Linked DNA regions of Mus musculus: region 1 is linked to region 2. The links are chromatin contacts, called in public HiChIP or PLAC-seq maps. All regions are on one chromosome and are shown on one strand. Each heading gives the region's core, a stretch centred on a gene start, on an enhancer-like site or on the middle of the called end of the contact. The rest is flanking DNA. Distances are from core to core; before and after follow the strand shown. Region 1 overlaps Gng7 (guanine nucleotide binding protein (G protein), gamma 7). Region 2 holds the start of Dot1l (DOT1-like, histone H3 methyltransferase (S. cerevisiae)).

Region 1 (4,739 bases), core at 902-3,401, 190 kb before region 2:
GGTGGCTCCCCATTTTCTCCCAGTTACACAGTTATCCAGGTAGTTGTGAGGGCAGAAATGCAGATTAGTTATCTCTCGAGGTGATCGAGGAGTGACGGGGTTCTCCGTCCCACATCGTGACTGTGGCTCCAGATCCCCCTGCCTCCTTCCTAGGACAAACTATTTTGTAACTAGCTAGAATCCAAGCCCCTCAGTGTGGGGACTGTAGCCCTGGTCTGCACTCCCAGATTGGGGGATTCTAGGCAGGGCTCCACCCAGACCACACCCCAATGAGGATTTGGGGACTCTAGGCGGGGCTCCACCCCGAACTGCGACCTCAGCCCCTTACTGGGGCATTCTAGGTGGGGCTCTACATTGACCACTCCCCCAGCCCCTCACTGGGAGATTGTAGTCTGGGGCTCCACCCTGACCACGCCCCTAGACCCTTGTTGGTAGATTCTCCACAGCATTCTACCCCTGAGCCAGGCCTCTTCTCTTTCTATTTTGTGAACAGAGCCCTAGAGTCCAGGCTGGCCTGGAACAGGAGATCTTCCTGCCTCTGTCTCCAGAGTACCTACATGACGGTCTTGTGCTTGCATGCCTGGCATTGGATTGGACTGAAGAAAACATGCCCTCTGTCTGTAACAGTGACAGTGGCAGGTATAGGGAGGACACGACTTGGGTGTGCCAATGCGGTGTGCAGCCACACACAGAGGCAGCCTAAGCATTTGAAAGACCCCAGCTGCCTCTTTCTCCTGCCAGATCAGTATGGGAGCAAACCGCAGAACTGAAGCCAGTCTAGTTGTTCCCTGTATCCCTGGTGGAAATCTGCTGCCAAAAGCCTGGGCCAGGCTGATCCCTGGGCAAAGTGAAAGGGGTGAGCACAGTTAGCTCATCTTCTAGCCAGTTAGGCATGACCTACCGCCTAGGTAAGGTGGCAGGCTCCCCCAAATCCATTTGATGGAAACAGGAAAAGAAGTCTGGGGTGTGACTAAGGGGAGGCATTGCAGGTGCTAAGAGCGCCCCCCTCCCACTTCCCCCTCCATGGGCTGGGTCCCAGAGAGCACAGACCAAGGGTCTGGCTTCTGTGCATCAGCTCCCATTACTGGTCAGAGAGGGCCAGCAACTTTGGTCAGCCTGACTCTCAGAACCTGGCTTGAGTCAGAAAAGCCAGTTTCCCCCACCCTCAAACTACAGCCACCTTGCATTAGGCTAGGAACCAGGTCCCAGGATGTGTGTCCCCAGCTACACTGGCAAGGAGAAAGGAAAGCTGGAAATCTGGGGACCAGGGCTGCAGAGCACCCACCCAGCATGCTGGAAAGCTGGGTTCCACCCCAAGCTCGAAGTAACCAGGCACGGGCACTGGGGTAGGCAGATCAGGACTTCAGGGTCTTCCTCAGCTACATAATGGGCTCAAGGCTAACCTGGACTACATGAGACCATGTCTCAAATTCAGTGCACTCTCTCACTCTCTCACATCACGACAGCAGATGCCTGCCTGGCCAGCCTGTGTGTGGTCGGAGCATTTTGTTTCTCTCCTCTGGGACAAAAAACTCAAATCTGCATCTCTGCCCACACTTCCAGTTCTCCCTCCCTAGGTGACTCACAGGCCAAGGACAAAGTGACTTCTTGTTCCCAAGGAAGGTAGGACGTGCTTGGCTGATGTATCCAGGATGGACCTTGGGCCCCAATAGCCCTTGTGTGCCCTCCTAACCACTGGAGCCCTGCCTCAGCTTAGAGATACTTAGGGAAACCAGAACACAACAGAGCCATCAGGAGCCAAGATTGGGGGCCCTCACCTTCAATCCCAACACTTGGGAGACAGAGGCAAGGGGATCTCCGTGAATTCGAGGCCAGCCTCATCTACAGAGTGAGTTCCAGGACAGCCAGGGTTGTAGAGACACCGTCTAAAAACAAAATAAAACAACCAAAACTGTTAGACCTGCTGCAGCTTGAGCCACCCAGGAGGGACTTCCAACCTAAGGAGAAGGTTGGTGGGCATGGGGGGGTGTATCCTACACAGAAGCCATATACACTGGCCAGATGTCACATGGCACTTTCCATTTCCGTCCCCACTTCAGGGCTGGCTCCTCCCCCTCACGCTCCAGGGCTGGCTCCTACCCCTTCAGACTCCTCCCCCTTCCCTCTGCTTTGTGAAGCTGGTTGGTTTTTATTTCTGATTAAAAAAAAAACTTTTTCCCGTGTGCCACGCCCACTCTCCCAGTGTTACTATTGTGTGGAATGAGGTCACAGGAGAGTGACTCCTCCATAATAAAAGCCTCGATTTTCCTTTTGTCTCGACTCTAAATTATTTTTCTCTCCCTTGCCTGGATGGCTCAGATAATGTAAGGGACAGTGGCCAGCCTTCCACACCCCCTTCCTCAGGGACTCCATCGGACACCTGGGATGAGGGAGGAGTGAGGCTCAGGCCGGGTGGACTGTAGGTCTGCTCATTGAACTGTTTTATTTTGAGACAAGCATCTCACATAGTCCAGGCTGGCCTCGAACTCATTGTACAGTGTGGGCTAGCCTGACCTTCCTGCCTGTAACTCCTGAGTACTGGATGACAAGTATGGCCAGCATAGTTGGGTCCCCAAAGTGCTAGGAGTGGGAGCCAGGTATTTGTTCATACTGGGTTAGTGCTCCACCCACTGTGCTCCACCCTGGCCTTTTGTTTTGTTTGGAGACAGGCACACTGTTTACCTGCCTAGAGTCACCCAGTAAGGGGCTCAGAACATGGGTTAGTGAAAGAAAACTCACACTACATGTGCAAAGGCCCTGGGTTCAATCCCAGCACCATAAAAGATAGAAGACCTTTCATTCCTAAACACTTGTGCGATCAGAGGTTCAACACAGGCATCCCTTGGCTGCAGTCCAGGCCTGCAGGGACTGTCCAGGAAGAACCTGCAGTTGTTCCCTCACAGTAGCCTGAGGCCCTGCATTCCTTGGCTCAAAGCCCCAGCCTCCTCCTTTGGAGCCAGCAGGGCAGTATCTTCCAGTCTGTCTGCCTGTCACCTATCTGCCTCCTTCTGAGGACCAAACTGATGCAGCAAGTCCTGGATAATCCAGGACAGCCCCCAGCTCGGGACCCTCAGCTTGATCTCTGTAAAGTTTCTCCTCCCTGGGAGATGACGTGTCACAGATCTGAGGGTGCAGATAAGGTGGTCTTTGGGGCTTGTAGCAGCCCCCATGCCTGACTGCCACAGAACTTGAGTTTGAGGCAGACATCTATTGGACCCAAGGTTCAGGGTGAACTAGGACAGCGAGGAGGGAGGGAGAGCCGACTAGAAAGGGTGTGTTGTTGACTTAGCCACCACTTACTGTGGCCTGTGGTTTCGTCTGAGGGACCATGGCCTGACAAACTCACCTGGGCATCGATCTGGGATCCCAGGGGAGGAGGAGGAGAGGATAGCTTCCAGGCTCCACTTTGCACAGGGGTCCCTGTCTGCTCTGTGAGTGGAAGGCTCTCCTGTATAAGAGGTCACAGTGTGAGACATCAGTGACAACCCCCACCCCCAAATAGAGTCAGCCTTCCCAGGACAGTGAAGGCTCAGGAGGAAAAAAAAGAGAGAACAAGACAGTTTTATGGAAGTGTCTGGTGTGTGTGTGACAGTGGCAGCAGCAGCATCCCTGAACCAAGTTAATGCGAGTGAATCACAGGCCACACCCCCATAGGCTCTGCAGTCCCACACACCCTCCAGAACAGCTTCTCAGAGGCCCTAAAGGTCCTAAAGGGCTCTGTGTAAGCTTTCCCGTGAAAGAGGCAGATCAAGCCACAAGACTCAGGGGCAGCACATGGGGAGGGGGTGGTGTCCAAGGCAGGAGGATCTGGAGTGCAAGGCTAGCTTGAGCTACAGAATGAGTCCCTGGTGCTGGCGAGGTGGATCGGCAGTTAAGAGCACTGACTGCTCTTGCAGAGGTCCCAGTTTCAATTCCCAGCAAGTTACATGGCAGCCTACAACCCCCTATGACTTCAGCTCCATGGGAATCTGACGCCCCCTCTGGCCTCTGCGGGTACTGCACTCGAACGCAGTACAAATAACTAAAAGCAAGAGAAATGTTTCTTTTAAAGGAATGTTCTGAGTGGCTCTGGTTCTAGAGACAAAAGCTGGAAGCATCTCAGGTATTCGGCCACAGGTGAACAGGGAAAGGAAACGTTCATACCAAAGGACACAACTCAGCCCTGGGAAGGAACGTGGTGCGAGCACGGGGGTGACTCGCCAGCACTACACTGAGTGAAGCAAGCTTTGCACAGAGAACAATGGGAGTTCATGGACAACAGGTGACCCTCAGTGAGGGTTGTGATCATCAGGAGGACAGCCTCAAACACACCCACATCTAAATAGGAAAGCCTGGGGCTTGGTCCACTCACATAGGAGCAAAGAACCTGGCAGGGGGCTTCTGAGCCTTCTACATCATCCAGGCCCTGAAGGTCACCGCTGTTTTTGCTGGGGAAATGTATGCAAATGGTCTACTGGACAAGTGTGGGGGCTTAAGACTTCATCTCAGTGCTCAGGAGGTGGAGGCGGTTGCGAGCATTGGCTGCCCTTTCAGAGGACCCAAATTAGGTCCCCAGAGTCCACATATAACTCCAGCGGCAGGGGATGTGATGTGCCCTTCTGGCCTCCAAAGGCACCCACAGGCATCTTCACAGATACACCTACAAATGCAATTGAATTGAAAACAGTTAAGCAAACAGGGCCAAAGGGACAAGGGGGTGCAGGCACTCACTGCCAAGCCTCAGGGCCTGAGTTCCATCC
Region 2 (4,766 bases), core at 447-2,946:
CCTCCCGGACTTCCCAACCTCTCAGACTCCACCAACACCAGGGGACAACTTTTCCCATTTCCCACAGTCCTTCCAGTCGTGGTAAGAAGAGGGACAAGCCTCCCCAATTTCTCAGACTCTTTGTAGGCAGACCACCAACCAGGAACCCACACTATAGACCAGGTTGGTCAGGACTCCTCCTGCCTCTGCCAAGTGCCAGGATTAAAAGTGTGTGCCACCATGACCAGCATACACACAAACAGATATTTCAAAATTCCTATTACATTTGTGAGTGGCTGTGTCTGTGCACACAGTGAGGTCAGAGAACTTGTGGAAGTTGGTACTCTCCCTTCTGCCCATGTCCCAAACATGGAACTCAGATTATAAGACTGTTGCTGAGCCATCTTGCTGACCTCAGGAGAGTTGAGTGGACACTTGTGGGAATGTTCAAGGACACACAGGGCTGCCTAATTCGAAGAGGCAGAGGACAGGTGCAAGGGCATCCCAGGACACACATGTTCCCTGGGACCCCAGTGAGGATGTGAACTCAGCAGCACCAGGGAACCCCACTGCTGTATCTTCTACTCAAAGCATACAAAGGGCCACAAGGGGACAGTACACTGACCTCCGCAGGCCCTCCTGGACTTCAGAACCCACTTGCCTCTGGCACTTCCACTTTAAGGGATAACACCTCCAGCTTTGCAGAGTCGCACCAGCTCTACCCACCAGCATGAGAGGACAACCTCCAGACTCCCTAAGTCCCCTCTAGCCATGCCACCAACATTAAGAAACAACTGCTCCAGCATTCCAATGTACCTCCAGGCCAATCCACCAACGTCAAACGACACATGAGGTACAAATTGAGATGACAACCTCTCTAACTTCTCAGGTTCTTTCAGCCGGGCACCCTGACATGAAGAAACAACTATTCGGAGCCCTCCTACCACTCCACGAACGTGGGGGGACAACCCAAACCCAAGGGCCAACCTCCCCCTGACTTCCTAGGGTTCTTTTTAGCACCTGCCCATGAACATCAAAAGGTGACAACGAGAAAGGGCATAGAGGACAATAGGAGAAGGCATCAGGATAAGAAACAGATGACTGGAAGAGGGCACGTGAGGTGACAATTTGAGGTGACAACATGAGGGGTCGCCACGAAAGGCAAGGAATCCCCGACTTCTCAGTCTCTACACCCCTGCCCACAAGGTCGGTCCAGACTCAGGTCCTCAAAGGCTGGAGACGCGGGGCTCCGGGCCGGCGGCGGCGACAACGCGACCGGCCGCGTCAGGGCAACGGCAGGCGCGGGCCGAGAACGGCCAAGGACCCGCCGCCGCCGCCGCTGCCGCCGCGGAGCCCCACGACTCCTACCCCCGCGTTCTCCGCAAGTACACTCACGTAGACCGGCAGCGGCCACGGGTAGACGGCGGGCTCGGCGCCCACAGGCGACTTGAGCCTCAGCTCCAGCTTCTCGCCCATGTCGGCGCGCGCGGCCGCCGCACCATGCTAGGCGGGCGGTTGGGGGAGGGGCGGGGCCACCGGCGGGAAGCCGGGCGGGCGGACACGGGCGGACGCGGGGCGGACGGCTGAGGACAGACGGCCCGGCCTGTGCCTCGGCCGCCGCTCCCGTGTGGCCCCAGCTCCCCTCTTTGTAGGAGTCACAGAGCCGGGGCGTCTAGAGCCGCCGCCATCTTGGGCCGGCGTGAGGAGAAGGCACAATGAGCCGGGGGGTCGGGCGGAACCACTCGGCGAGCGCGCGCGGGGGAGGCCGGGAGCCAAGAGGCGGTGCGCGCCCAGAGCCTCCGCCCGCCGCGCCGCGCGCGCCACCCCTCGCACGCCACGCCCCCTTGGACTCGCCCTCCTCCGACCGACGCACGCACTTACGCACGCAGCGGCGCACGCACGTCCTCGGTTGCCCTCCGACGTCGCCGCCAGCCGGAAGCGGGGACCCGGGGAAACCCTGCGGAGGAAAGCGAGAGAGACCAGGCGGGGTCAAGTTCAAATCCCAGTTGCACAGGCTTGCTTCGCGTCCCTTCGCTTTGCTTTGCTTTTTTCTTTTCTTTCCATTTCCTGTTCTTTTTCTTTCTCTTCCCTTCCCGTCAATTTTCTTTTTCTGTTTTTCTGGCTTTTTCTTTCTTTCTTTTTTTTTTCATTTTTCAATTTTTCCCCTTCTTTAGCTTTTCTATTTTTTCACTTTTCTAGCCTATCTGCTTATTGTTTATTTACATGCTTTTTTTTTTTTTTTTTTTTTTGAGACAGGGTGTCCCTGGCTGTCCAGGAACTCATTCTGTTGACCAGTCTGACCTCGAATTTACCAAAATCCACCTGCCTCTGCCTCCTGAGAGCTGGGATTAAAGATGTGAGCAATAAGTTAATTAATAAATCATCAGTCAAATTGGACCCTATAGGTCGGAGGCTCTCAATTAAGAGTTCAAAGCAATGTTATTCTCTGACCTGCCCAGAACTTTACAGAGTCAGGAGCCAAACTTATTTCCTTCTTAGGCCATTCCAATCCTTCTAATACTTAAGTTCCCTCCCCCCAAAACCTTCTGAGAATAAGTTACCTTGAGGTGAGCTGTCACCAGCTCACCAGCCGCTTCTGGATAGCTGCTTCTTCTTCCTGACTACATGGGAGTGAATGTAATCTAGGGGAGATGGCTCCCACCCCTCATCCTAGCGCTTGCCAGCCCCCAAAAGAAGGATCCGGAGCTAGAAGCCATGCTGAGCTACCAAGTAAATTCCGGGCCAGCCTGGGCAACTCAGTGAGCCCTCGTTCCAAAACTAAATGACGTGGTAAAAGACTCTGTAGCTTGGTGTCTCAGTCAGGGCTTCTATTCCTGCACAAACATCAGGACCAAGAAGCAAGTTGGGGAGGAAAGGGTTTATTCACCTTACACTTCCACATTGCTGTTAATCACCAAAGGATGTCAGGACTGGAACTCAGGCAGGTCAGGAAGCAGGAGCTGATGCAGAGGCCATGGAGGGATGTTCTTTACTGGCTTGCTTCCCCTGGCTTGCTCAGCTTGCGCTCTCTCTCTCTCTCTCTCTCTCTCTCTCTTAAATACATTTTTTTCCCAAGACAGGGTTTCTCTGTGTAGCCCTGGCTGCAGCTTGCTCTCTTATAGAACCCAAGACTACCAGCCCAGGGATGGCACCACTCACAAGGGGACCTCCCCCCTTGATCACTAATTAAGAAAATGCCTTACATGGGCTGGTGAGATGGCTCAGTGGGTAAGAGCACCTTACTGCTCTTCCAAAGGTCCGAAGTTCAAATCCCAGCAACCACATGGTGGCTCACAACCATCCATAATGAGATCTGACTCCCTCTTCTGGGGTGTCTGAAGACAGCTACAGTGTACTTACATATAATAAAAATAAATTAAAAAAAAAAAAGAAAAAAGAAAATGCCTTACAGCTGGATCTCATGGAGGCATTTCCCCAGCTGAAGCTCCTTTCTCTGTCAAGTTGACACAAAACTAGCCAGTACACTTGGTATGATGTAAGCAGGTCAAGAAACTGAACTTGCCAGGTAACTCATGGGTTACACAGGGCTCTTGGGACACAGGCAGAGGCAGGTGGATAGCCTGGGCCTGAGCCGAGATTATCCTTCCTTGCAGAAGTCTGCATTGGCTCTTCCTAGATTGCTCTATTGTTTTTATTTGTTGGCTTCTATGTTTTTTTGTTTGTTTGTTTTTTGGTTTGGTTTTTCGAGACAGGGTGTGCCACCACACCCGGCGGCTTCTACGTTTGATTTTGTTATCTTGTTTTACTTTTTTTTTTTTTTTTTTTTTTGAGAGGAGATCATTGTGTAGCTTTGAAAGTTGATATGTGCAGGGCAGTGGTGGCATGCATCTTTAATCCCAGCACTTGGGAGGCAGAGGCAGGTGGATTTCTGAATTCGAGGCCAGCCTGCTCTACAGAGTGAGTTCCAGGACACCCAGGGCTATACAGAGAAACCCTGTCTGGAAAAAAATTTTAAAAAACAAAACAAAACAAAACAAAAGAAAGTTGATAAGTAGCCCAGGCTGGCCTTAAACTCACAGAGATCGGCCTGCCTCTGCCTCCCGAGTGGAGTGCTGAGATAAAGCCCTCTGGAGGCACCATGTCCATTCTGCTTCAGCTTTGGCTGGTTGTTGCTGGTGGTGTTCTTGGGACAGTCTTCTGTAGGCCAGAATGACCTTGAATGCCTTTTCTTTTTCTTTTCTTTTCTTTTCTTTTCTTTATTTCCTGCTTGATTAAGGAAATGAACTTGAGCAAATACTGTCCCACTAAGCTAGTCTAAGAGCAGACCTTGACCAGCAGCCCCCCAGCCTGCTGCTGCAGTGACAGACTGTGAACGTTCTTTATATCTGACCTACTTCCTCATGCCCTTTAGAGAGAAGGCCAATCCTGTTACTCACTCTAGGGGATTCCTACACAGAGCTCTCCTCCGTGCCTTGTAGCTATTACTTTCTCCTTGTGTTGTCCAGAGTGAGGCTCATCTTTCCCTACAAGACAATGTCCCAACTTCAGTGGTAGTGGAGAGAATTTCCCAGGTCTCTCATGCTTTCATTGCCAGAGCTAATAGGGCATAGCCTGGTGCCTCCTAGGAGCTAGGGCCAAGCACTTCCTTGCCAAACACGCCCCCAATCACTCACAGAGGATTCTAGGCGAGGCTCCACCCCTGACCACGCCCCCAGCCCACCCCTTTTCCTCCCCCACCCCCAGGAGGCAGGGCTTAACCCTAACCATGCCTCAACCCCTCATTGGAGGATTCTAGATAGAGTTCCAGCCCTGTCCACACTCCCAGC

What was found. HiChIP or PLAC-seq counts read pairs in DNA pulled down with a chosen protein or histone mark.
Region 1: a contact with region 2 is called in an H3K4me3 HiChIP or PLAC-seq map of bone marrow-derived macrophages, with 4 times the contacts expected there. The contact joins the enhancer-like site here to the promoter of Dot1l in region 2. A contact is called at or near these places in 8 of 39 promoter capture datasets (the C10 cell line, the HPC-7 cell line, cranial neural crest and 5 more), 2 of 15 datasets of contacts at CTCF or cohesin (CD8 T cells and the NIH/3T3 cell line), 6 of 484 Hi-C or Micro-C datasets (CD8 T cells, the G1E-ER4 cell line, cardiomyocytes and 2 more), 14 of 115 datasets of contacts at active chromatin or transcription factors (the 230-238 cell line, CD8 T cells, the HPC-7 cell line and 9 more) and 1 of 9 other capture datasets (adipose tissue).

What each region holds. Positions count from the first base shown.
Region 1 is chr10:80,946,158-80,950,896 of GRCm38.p6, reverse strand. It overlaps Gng7 (guanine nucleotide binding protein (G protein), gamma 7), which reads left to right. Exons shown (of 4, transcript NM_010319.3): 4 at 1-2,273. Among named protein-coding and RNA genes, the nearest start is that of Gadd45b, 18 kb to the right of the region's middle. Within about 2 kb of position 2,151, at least 104 of the 459 cell types and tissues checked have an H3K27ac peak or open chromatin away from gene starts, as enhancers often do. A contact at or near this core is called in the G1E-ER4 cell line, the NIH/3T3 cell line, bone marrow-derived macrophages and 3 more, where this site is marked.
Region 2 is chr10:80,752,133-80,756,898 of GRCm38.p6, reverse strand. It overlaps Dot1l (DOT1-like, histone H3 methyltransferase (S. cerevisiae)), which reads right to left and starts at 1,696. Exons shown (of 28, transcript NM_199322.2): 1 at 1,375-1,696. The coding sequence starts at 1,455.